Regions from separate parts of the Columba livia genome. Here region 2 is linked to region 1. A link is a contact called in public Hi-C data. All regions are on one chromosome and are shown on one strand. The core of a region is the stretch at or near the end of the contact, and the rest is flanking DNA. Distances in the headings are between cores, read along the strand shown.

Region 1 (5,238 bases), core at 793-3,292:
TTTGTGCTCCCTTGGTGTCTACCCTGTACTTTGATGGCATCTGGTCCACTGTTCAACCTTTCCTCTGTTCAAGACAACTTGATTCTCCACCTCTCTGGCCAACCCTTTCCATTTGTGAAACCTGCCCAGCCCTTGTTCAGCTCTGGCTCCCTTCCTCCTCTGTCATCTGCTGGTTTTGTGCTCACCGCCACCTTCTGCTCTCCCTGTTTGTTTGCTGCATCCCTCCAGCTACGTAGGAAAAATGTATGTTGCTAGGGGCATGGATTGTTCTTTTAAAATATGTACAACACCCAGTCTAGTGGGAGTCCGATCCCAGACTATTGCAAGACTGGCAGAAAAATAACTGAAACCCGTTATTATGCTGCAGGCTTGTGAAAATCTGCTCCTCTCTTAGGCAGCAGCTGGGAAAATTAAACCGACCGGCGCTTCCCAGCCTTGTACTGAAGAGCCAGGCTCTGGCTGCTGGGATGGAACAAGAAAAAGACTGAGTACGCAGCAAAGAGCACAGTGGGTTTGCTGGGTGATGGACCCCATGCGCAGAAGAGCCTGTACCTGATGAGGACCATGAACACACAGGCTGAGACACTACAAATTTGTAGGGAAATTACTAACTTTAGGGATTTTAATCCTAAATCTCCTGGTATTTATATTTCTTTTCTTAAAGACTCCATTACTGAAGTCTTATTATCACAGGGCAATATCACTGCTATTATTAAAAGTTTTAACACATATATTAATGTCAACAGCTGATTTAATAATTCACCTTTACAGACTCATGCTTCCAATAAAATTCACCTGAGGAATACCCTGAGAAATTCAGACTTCTGGAGACTGAGATAAACCAGCTATTTAAAAAGCTTTCTTTTCTACTCAATTGCTAGGTAGGTATTTGAGCAAAGAATTTACTTTTCTTTTTTTTTTTGCCCAAACAGGTAATCACATTAGCCTCACAGATCTAATACAGCTACAGCCCGGCAACCCAGACTGTGCTCCAATTACAGCAAAAGCTGATGCATGACAGAATGCGTGCGCGACGGTCTCAGAGCTGCAGCATTACTTGACTTTTCTTATTTCCAGAGGACTTTGTCATGCTGGCAAATTTTTTGTAAATAAGCATTTGAGTTGTAAATTGAAAACACTTGGATCATGAAACCAGTGAGAAAATAAAACAAGGGACTGACTTTTCTGTGCTCCGTTAGGGCCATTTCTGATGCCTCTTATTAATTCATGGCATATCACTGGAGATAAGTAAAGCTCCTTGAATATTAAACCAGCCCTGTCTGTAGTGGGCTGAGTTGCTTTTAAAGATGACCTCTCTTTCTTGGTTTTGTGTTGGGTTTTTTTTGTTGGTGTGGTGTTAGTTTGGTTTTTTGTTTCTTTGTTTTTTTTCCCCGTTTGCGAGGGCTGGGCAGCCAGGTTGAACACAGCGTTTTCCTCTCGTGTTAGCCAGGAGAGGCTCACACGGTGCTCAGCACCCTGGGGGGAAGCAAAGTTCCCCATGAGCTCAGCCCCTTGTGGGAAGGGGAGCGTTTCAGTGCTGTGCATGACAGATCAGACGCACAACTCATTACTGGCAACTAGAGCTGCATGCATAATCTGCTAGACATGGTACTGGAGATGTGCCCCTTAGGGTTTTTTTGGCTCTGATGTGTAACAGCACAACACAGAGCCTTTGTTACACTCCCATCTCAGCTTCTGTACATACAAAACCTCAGCTTCTTAAAAGGGCTGCTTTCCGTGCAGTCCTTCCACTCCAGGGTTTCAACGTACACGTCTTTTGATAGGAGTGACAAGAATAGTAGAGCCTGTCTGGCATTCAAATCTCAAACTCTGGAACACAAAGCAAGACGCAATCTTTTTTTCCTATTTTTTAGAAGCCAATTGCTTTTTGTCTTCTTGGGAAATTACTGCTTTTCAAATAAAATTCACTCTGGAGATAAATAGGCCCAGCTAATTTGGTAGAAGCGAGCTGAAGGAACCATCTGCAGTCCTGGCAGAGCAGCCCCCACCCCAGCACTGCAGCGTGCCCCTTCCCCTCCCAGCCCCTCACCAGAGAGCGCCGCTTTATCAGCCCATCTGCAATCTGGTATAATGGAAAAAGCAAAATAATCAGTCCCCCTGCTAGCAGTGTACACGCTTTCCCAACAGCATAACAGCTTTTACTTACATTATGAAAGAGCTGCTTTACCCTCTCGGCTTAAATTATAAATTATCTTTTTCTTGAAGCAGTTACCTTACAGTTTAACCCTTTTGTGACTAATGCTATTTTTCAGCCCTTTTTAACCAGAGTTGTGGATGAAGGATTTCCAACCGCAGTATGTGCATTGTGTGCTCTGTTTAGGGTACTAGCAGCAAATTGCAGACTGTTTTTCATCCACATACACCTTGTACTTCTCCATTGTTATGAAGGCTTTGTAGATATCTGTCGACATTGTTAGAAAAAAAGACACAACAAAGCAAGTCCAAACCACACTTAATGTATCATATAAATGTCAGACTTACCTTGGAGACAGCTGAAGTTTCTCGAACTGATCACAGGTTTGGGATGGGGATTCCCCAGGTTGCTTCTTGGATTGTATTCCTGACTTCAGTTGGTCTCACTATTCTCAAAATAGCATATTTTGAGACTGGCTTCTCCCTCATCCTCTGCAAAAAACTTGGCAACCCATTACTGAAAATGCAAAATTGTTACAAATAAAGTCAATCTAGGAAGAAGTCATCTTTCTTTGCATTTTTTTCCCATGTTACCACTAACTATATGAATGGACACGAAGTCCTCTGTATTAACAGATTTAAAATTTCCACCAAGTCCTTTAAAACTTGAATTTCTGTGTTCATTATTTTCACTCATTCAACCTCTCCTGGAACCAAACAGTAATTTTATTTGTCTGCACATCCCCTAGAGAAAGTAAGAGAGTTTATCTGCCAATACCCAAACTAAAAAAAAACATTTGACTGATGGACTGTGAATTATAAAAATGTATCAATGAAACCTTATGAAAAGCTAGTCATGGAACTGCAGTTAGACTATAAATGAAAAAAGCACAAGCTCAACGCTGTAAGGAGAAATCTGCAACATGTAATCCCTACCACTCACTAGGAGAGTGCATTGATTTTTATTTTTTTCTTAGTTTACCTTCATACAAAAGCAAAGTGCTTTTCCCAGCAGAGAGACTTCTTTAGGAGGAACACTTTTGGACTTCCTCAGCAGCAACATCACCCCACAGGTAGACACAAACAGTATTTATTTTTCCCTAGTCATTACCAGATCAGACTTTGTAAGGCAGTAGTGGAGGTGCTTGGAAAACCAAATGCTCTGTAGGATGTCTGTTGCTTAGAAAAAGGAGTGAGATCAACCCAAACCAGATAATTTCTTGTGAAAAGTGGAGCTATAGTTTCTCTAGCAGGGTCTGGTGCAGGTGTGCTTTTCAGCTTGGAGCAGTGGACACACCATCCACATAATTCCATGCATTTATTTGGATCCAGGCATGTTTTAAGCCATGGCCACAGAGCACCAGGATGCAACCCTAGAGACCATTTCACTAATGGGAGCCTTTCTCAGGCACTGCACTACTGACTGGGGCACACAGAGACCACCCATGAGCCACAGGCAGCTGCTTCTTCAGGACCGCTGCTGTCACTCGGTAACAGCATCTGGGTGACAGTTACATCAGCCTGCACTTTTTGTTCCTCAAAGGCATCTTTTGGCCGCCTCTTAACTTTAGCATCTAACTTTGAGCATCTGAGGGACTGGTCTTTCAGAAAGGACAAAATACCTTGCAGAACAGAGGAACTATTAAAGGATAGCAGCAGGAAGGCAGAGGAAAAGCATATAAATATTACTGTGCTCTATATAAATGTGCCCAGCTGTTTATGATAAATGTTCTCTTACTCCATTTTTTCCTGCCCTCATTTCCTCCCCTGCTCTCTAATTGCAGAAAATAAAGTAGTACAAGTTCTTGGTTTCATTATATGTAACACCTGCTGCCTGTTCTGAAACAGATGTCTAAAGCATCAGTAGGTAATTATTGCTTAGCCTTTTTCAACAGGACTAATTTCAAACATCTTTGTGCTAAATCCTCCTCTCTCAGCTTCTTCTGTATTTCTCACCCTTTCCTACATTCAGAGTTCCAACAAAATCTCCTCTCTGTATCAGTTTTCTCCTGTTATGTTAGTCTGGGATCACTCTAGTCACAGACTATAACTACTTTGAATCAGGAATTAAATGCCAGAGACTTTACTGGGGAAAAGAAGAAAAGGTGAAGGAAGAAAACAATGAGAGTATCAGTCAGCATGGGGACAGTAGTTGGAGAACACCAGCTGGCTTGTTACAGCTCTAGGGCTTTTTGTGGACATTACAGCAAATACGAGTTTTACATGCACACAAGGACAAGTCCTATACTCTCAATGGCAATGATTTAAATTTTGGCAAGAGGAGAAAAACCCAAGTCCCAGCACCCTTTTCATTTCCCTACCACTGTCGTACCTGGCCAAGAAAAGCATGTGTTAGAATGAGGTAGGCCTGCAGGGCTTGCATGACTCTATTGTTGGGGAAAACATTTGAGGGAACCGAATCCTCCCTCCTATTTCCAAATATCACTGCAGTATTTGGATGAGATCTCCACTCCTTGGACTTGGAAAACCATGAACTTTCCAGGTCAGTAAGAGTCTTGGCACGTGCTTCTTTTAGGCCCATTGGCTGTTATGCAGTGACATGTATCTGCAATTTGTCTTACCTTGTTCACAGCAGAGGTGGGACGACTTCCCTGTCTACTTTTAACTTGGGGAAATTAAAAAGAAGAAGGAAGTAGACATCTCAGCCCAAATCTTCTATGGAAGCAGTGGATTTGCTGCAGCCGCTCCTCTAGTTTTCAAACAAGACAAGCAGATGTTTTGGCCTTTACATGCTTGCAGATTCTCAACTTGTTCATCGCAGGCCAAGATTGGCAGAGAGCTCCAGTTCTAGTTGGTAGGGAAGGAACATTCATTCTTCCAATCAATAACAAAAAGCAAGCTAAAACAAGAGCTGTAGGACATGTTGTGCCAGGCTAATTGGCACCACACTGTTCTGTGGCTCAACACTTGCTGAAAATTGTTCCTTTAGGTTATTTCTTTCACGAGCAAATTCCTGGTTATGCTATGCACAGGCAATATTGTTAAGCTGGGCTGGTTTCAACTTGTAAATCACTGTGACTAGATTAATATAGCCTCCATTGCACACTGAAAAGATCTTAGTAG
Region 2 (5,168 bases), core at 2,249-4,748, 150 kb before region 1:
ACAGAGGTTAGGTAGTGAACTGTACTAACGCATTCCAGCACAGACTTGGACTGGCGATGCTGCTCATGGATCAGGACACACAGGCAGGATTTCAGCAGCACCTGCACTTTTCAGTCACTTCATTTGCTACAGAGAAGACTTAATTTCCCAGAAAATTCTGCAGCACTCAGACTCCCTCATGCTGCCAGGCTGTGCTGCCCCTGAGGAGGCTGCACGAGGACCATGCAGCCAGCCCTGTGTGATGTGAAGGGAACTGCTGTGGTTACTTAAAACAAGCTGACAGAGAAATGAGGTTTTGCTGGGACTCTTCCACCTGCTTTTGCACAAGCATGGTCAAAATTCCTCCTCAGGCACTACAGAGCAGCAGCAGCACTCCTTCCAACCCTTGGGGTGAACTGCAACCGTATCTTGGACTTTGGTGAAGTGAGTTTCAGCCCCTGCATTTGACACTTCTCCCTCCAAAAGAGAGAGAGACACATGTATAGGGTGCATTCACACACAAATATTACACTTTGATATGTTGGGTACCAGCAGACATGGTCTTTTGAAGGCCCACATGCTTGCAAGAGCAACCTTCTCTATTCAGAGCTGAGCTCGTCTCCCTTCTGCTTTCGCAGAAAATATAATTCAAGGCCAGATGCATCTTTATTTCATAAAGCATTTTATGGATCAGCTTGACAGTCCAGATGGATTTTCTGATCTGCTTTAGGCATGAAGTGATTAACAGAGTTTGCCTTAAAATATGTGATGGGGAAAAGACTATAGACAGATTAAACGGAGGTATCATAAGAAGTTAAGCCACTGAGTTTACTGAGCAACTTTTATTGCAATACATGGTATGTCCTTCCTTACTGGGACCCACATCTGCACCCTCCCCCTGGACCCACTGTGCAGTCATGTCAAGTCTGCTGAGAGGTAAATGCCCAGAGACACAGCGATGCTCATCTTCCCTTCCTTCTGTAAGATGCTAAAGAGCAGCTGATCCCCTGACAAAAGCAGGCTGCTCAGGGCTGACTTTACACCCAACCTTTACCCAGAAGGGCTTCCCCAACCTCCGTATTACTAAGAACATTTGCATGAAGGTTTAGCACTTCAATTCATTATGGTCCATCTGCTCCTCGTGGCTCATTTCCTGTTGTCTGGTAAACACTTCAACATGATTTGCAATTGATTGGAAAATGAAGGAGTCAGGAGAAAGCTGTGCAACCCTCAAAATAGGAGAGTAATCCTATTCTCCTACAAATGTCCCTCAGAGTAAGGCACATGAGGAGAGGCAGGCAGAAAATGGAGAGCTGAGGTGCAAGGCGGGCTGAGGTCCCCGAGGAGCAGGGGCTGAGCACAGTGTGTGACATGCTGCTGTCTGATCAGTTGGGGCACAATTATTATTTCTGCCCAAGCACTACAGCTGTGTCTGCTGCCACGCTTTCAGCTGTTCAACAACTGGTGACAAACAGGCATCCTCCCTCCTGACAGTAGATTAAATCTTCCTTGCTGTGATACATGGGCTTTCTAACTATGCATGGCTGACTCCTGCTATGACCAGCTTGCTTTGATCGATAGGCAGTAAATGCACTTTATCCCTGTCCCCGGCCACAGTCCCTGAGTCCCTGTCGTGTGTCGAGGTCACTGACCTTTGCTCTCTGCCCACTGAGTCCCACCGGGGCTCATCTGGTGCTGGTTTCTGCTCCATTTCAGGCTCCTTTCTTTGACACGCTGCTCCACACCCCTGTCTTTGTGTGCTAATCTCTTTGGAACAGCAGACCGGCAGCAGGGTGAGTGAGGGTTGGTGTTAACTCCAGGGAGAGCTCTTAGCCTGGCTGCCCTTGGTTTTCAGACCAGATATCGCTTTTCAGGCAGGTTTTGGCTCACAAGAAAGTCCTGGCAGCACCCAGCTGTCACGGCACAGGGGCTCAGACACATCATCATCTCCTGCATCCTTTTTTCTCTCAGCCACAATGTGGATGGGCCCAAGCCAGCCCTATGGGGACACCAAGTTTGGGTTCAAGCCCAGACACTGAAGCTCTGCTTTATCTCTGCCTCAGAACAGAGCAGAGCAAAAAGCCACTCTTGGGACACTGCAGTGACCCATTAAAATTAATGGGGTTAAATCATCCTGGTGCAAGCCACCAACTTCAAAAGAATTACACAAGGGATGAATCTGGAGCCATTATTTTTTTCTCTGTGCCTTTCAGAAAGATGATCTACTTTCCAGACTGCTATGCTCAGCTTACATTCCGGTCAGCCAGTCTTTCTAACTAATCTAACTACCCTCTCACTGACCTCTTACTCCATGCCCTCATCTACTGTCCAAGCAACTCCAAGAACTGCTCACCTGCTCTGGTTTCTCCTGTGCAAAACTTCCCTTGTACACCTCCAACTGGCCTAATCAATTTCTTCATTCGGAGCAAATTTTAAAAATATTTAAAAACAAAACAAAACCAAAATACACCCAACCCCAAAAGCAGAGTTTCATCAGAGAAACCAGGAGGATTACATACCCACATGGTACATTCCTTCTTTACCCTAGGTTGCAGCAACAGGTAAAGGAACAAGTACAAGTGCAACGCTTGTATCCCACCACACTTACAACTACCGGGCACAAAACACAACCATGACTGATGTGTGTCACATATACTTTTTGGTAACTGGAAGCACTTGTTTGAGCTAAGGAAGTGCAGGAGACCAATGAGACAGGCAGAGAAAGCTCACATGTAACAGATATAAGCCCTCAGCTACGCTGTGATCTGGAAGCCAGTCTTGCTCCTGAGGTGGCTCATTCAAGTAACAGCGCCAGGGAGGATGGCCTTCAACTCTTTCAGCAAAGAGCTCAGTAACCTTAAAAAGCATAAATCAAACCTGTTAAAATTGGCAGAAGATTTGATAGGAAGAAATTGCCTTTGGGGGACTGCTTTTTGTCTGCCAAATTCACCCAGACACAGATCCACATATGGATTTCTAACCTATCCAGGTTTCAGTCACGATTACAGCAGCGATTGTGCTATGAACCAGGCTAGACATATTATTGTGGGAGAGCTGATGCATTAGAGGCAGACAATGAAAAACTCAGAGTATATTTGGTCCATGAGTTACTCCACTTCCAAAGTTCCCAGGTATTCAGCTCTGGGGATTTTGGCACAGGAAAAGTAGACTTGAAATTCAGCTCCTGAACTGGTTTCAAACTTTGATGAAAGTTTGGAGGTGTTTGGATCTGCAATTTTGACTAGTAGCTCCCAAAAGAGGTCGCTAATTTCTTGGGGTGAGGCAGCAGAGGATGGGAGGAACTAGTGTTATTTCACTTTGCTCTAAATGCAATGTAACCATCTGTGCAGCCGCTAAACCATGGGGCCTTGAAGGAACTACAAAATAGTTTGACTGCAAAGTCAGTCACTGAGAAACAGTCACTATTGGGCTGACACAGCCTGCTGGTACTCCTCAAACCCCTGGAAGAAATGCCGCCTGACAGCTGCTCTCTGTCTCCCATGCTTTGGCCCCATCATGTCCCCGCTAGTGTCTTTTACAGCCATGGTCAGACACATACCAACTATGTATCAGGATGAGTAACGGACTAAAAACAAAAACACAGAGCGACCAGGAGCTCTACAAAGCTGCTTGTAAATCTACTAAAAGTGGCATGTTTCCATAATAAACAATCCCTTATCGCGTTGCTCTGTTCCCGCTTAGCAGGCTGCTGAGAAAAGGGAAGAAAGTGGCGGGTTTGCAGGGTGCTGCGTTGAACTAGAGACAAGCAGGCGGTGTGCAATGGTCCGCGCTCCCTCTGCCGGCTGCATCCCCTGCACCAGCATCCTCCAGCTGCTGTCAGAGGTGATACTTCTCACTCTGGAGTCCAGACACGATTTAATACCTACTTGCACTGTGGCAACGTCTGTGCAGGCACCGTCCGTGAAGTGAGCCTGTTGTGTCAGGCTTTACACAGATAAAGAACAAAAGCGACAGCACCTATGTGAAAGATGATGTCTACGTGGCATGGCATAGGGCTGTGAAACACTCTCTAGCTGGGACTGTTGCCTCTGTGAGACACAATCCATCACCACAAAGCATGCACAAGGCACCTTGGGTTCAGTGGATGGGAAGCACTCTGGGAACCAAAAGGTTTATAAGTCTGTTATAAACAACATTCAGTTCCCTTACCCTGACAACCTCTTTTGCCAATATTCCTCGACAAGCAAGGCTCCGTAACTGCAAAAACTATTTGCCTTCCAAAGGTCTGTTGGTCAAGTGTATTTGGCTCGATATGCTTGATCATGCCACGGCAAAACTCGCAATAACTAGAAATACAAATGTATATAGATACATGCAGCTGGCAGGACCAGGGATGGAGCATGCATGTACATCCAATTTTTTTCACATTCGTAAAATATGCATTTCCAAAGTGCAGACATGATGACATTACCTTGCCACCAGTAGGACTTTGGAAAGTCTGAATCAGAAAGCACAGAAACGCTGCGCTGCCCATCAGCCACAGGTATCCTCTAGTGAGGGCTGGCCTGAGAGCTAAAATACAGGCTAGGCCATGCACAGGGAGACAAAGCAGCTCCCGTAAAGCAAATCTGGAGCAGAGAGAGACTCTGAATTCAGGAATTTTTAGCCCTTTCCTCCCACTCATCCCACAAGTCCCTGTCCCATGAGGCTCCCACTGCGCTGGCTGCACAGAGCCCCTGCACACCCAACAGCAACAGCAGGCACAGGGCACCTCAAACCTCCATTAAACAGCCTGCTTCCTGCTAATTAAATCTTGAAGGTTAATGAGCTTTAAAAGTCTAATTCCAGACTTACTTTTCTTGTGTCACTTTTGATATAATGGAGTCAAAACAGCTCACATCCAAGTTTTTAAGGTATCAGGCAATTTAATTTTTCGCTTCTCTGCTGATCTCTGAGCAGACATAACCCTTTTGATGTCCCACCCCACGTTTTAAAAGGATGTGGCAATCATGACAGTTTAGAAATGTGCATACAATTATGAATGCTAATACAATTAACAGTGAAAGGCTCATACTTGGATCACAAATCCAGCTCTTTTCCAGCTCAAACTCTCCTCGTAGGCTTCCAAGTAAATAGGTCAGATAGCAGTACAAAACTTCCAGATAAAGAAAATTAATGCTTATGCAGAAAAACAGACTAACAGAATTCTTCAGAAAGCCCTGACTAGG

Evidence for each region. A called contact is a pair of places that touch in the nucleus more often than the background predicts.
Region 2: a contact with region 1 is called in a Hi-C map of crop, with 4 times the contacts expected there. The contact joins two enhancer-like sites. A contact is called at or near these places in 2 of 2 Hi-C or Micro-C datasets (crop and liver).

The regions. Positions count from the first base shown.
Region 1 is chr6:13,262,740-13,267,977 of bColLiv1.pat.W.v2, reverse strand. No RefSeq gene overlaps it. Among named protein-coding and RNA genes, the nearest start is that of SH3PXD2A, 3.8 kb to the left of the region's middle. Within about 2 kb of position 2,042, at least 2 of the 3 cell types and tissues checked have an H3K27ac peak away from gene starts, as active enhancers do.
Region 2 is chr6:13,415,626-13,420,793 of bColLiv1.pat.W.v2, reverse strand. All of the region lies in intron 5 of SH3PXD2A (SH3 and PX domains 2A), which reads right to left. Among named protein-coding and RNA genes, the nearest start is that of SH3PXD2A, 150 kb to the right of the region's middle. Within about 2 kb of position 3,498, at least 2 of the 3 cell types and tissues checked have an H3K27ac peak away from gene starts, as active enhancers do.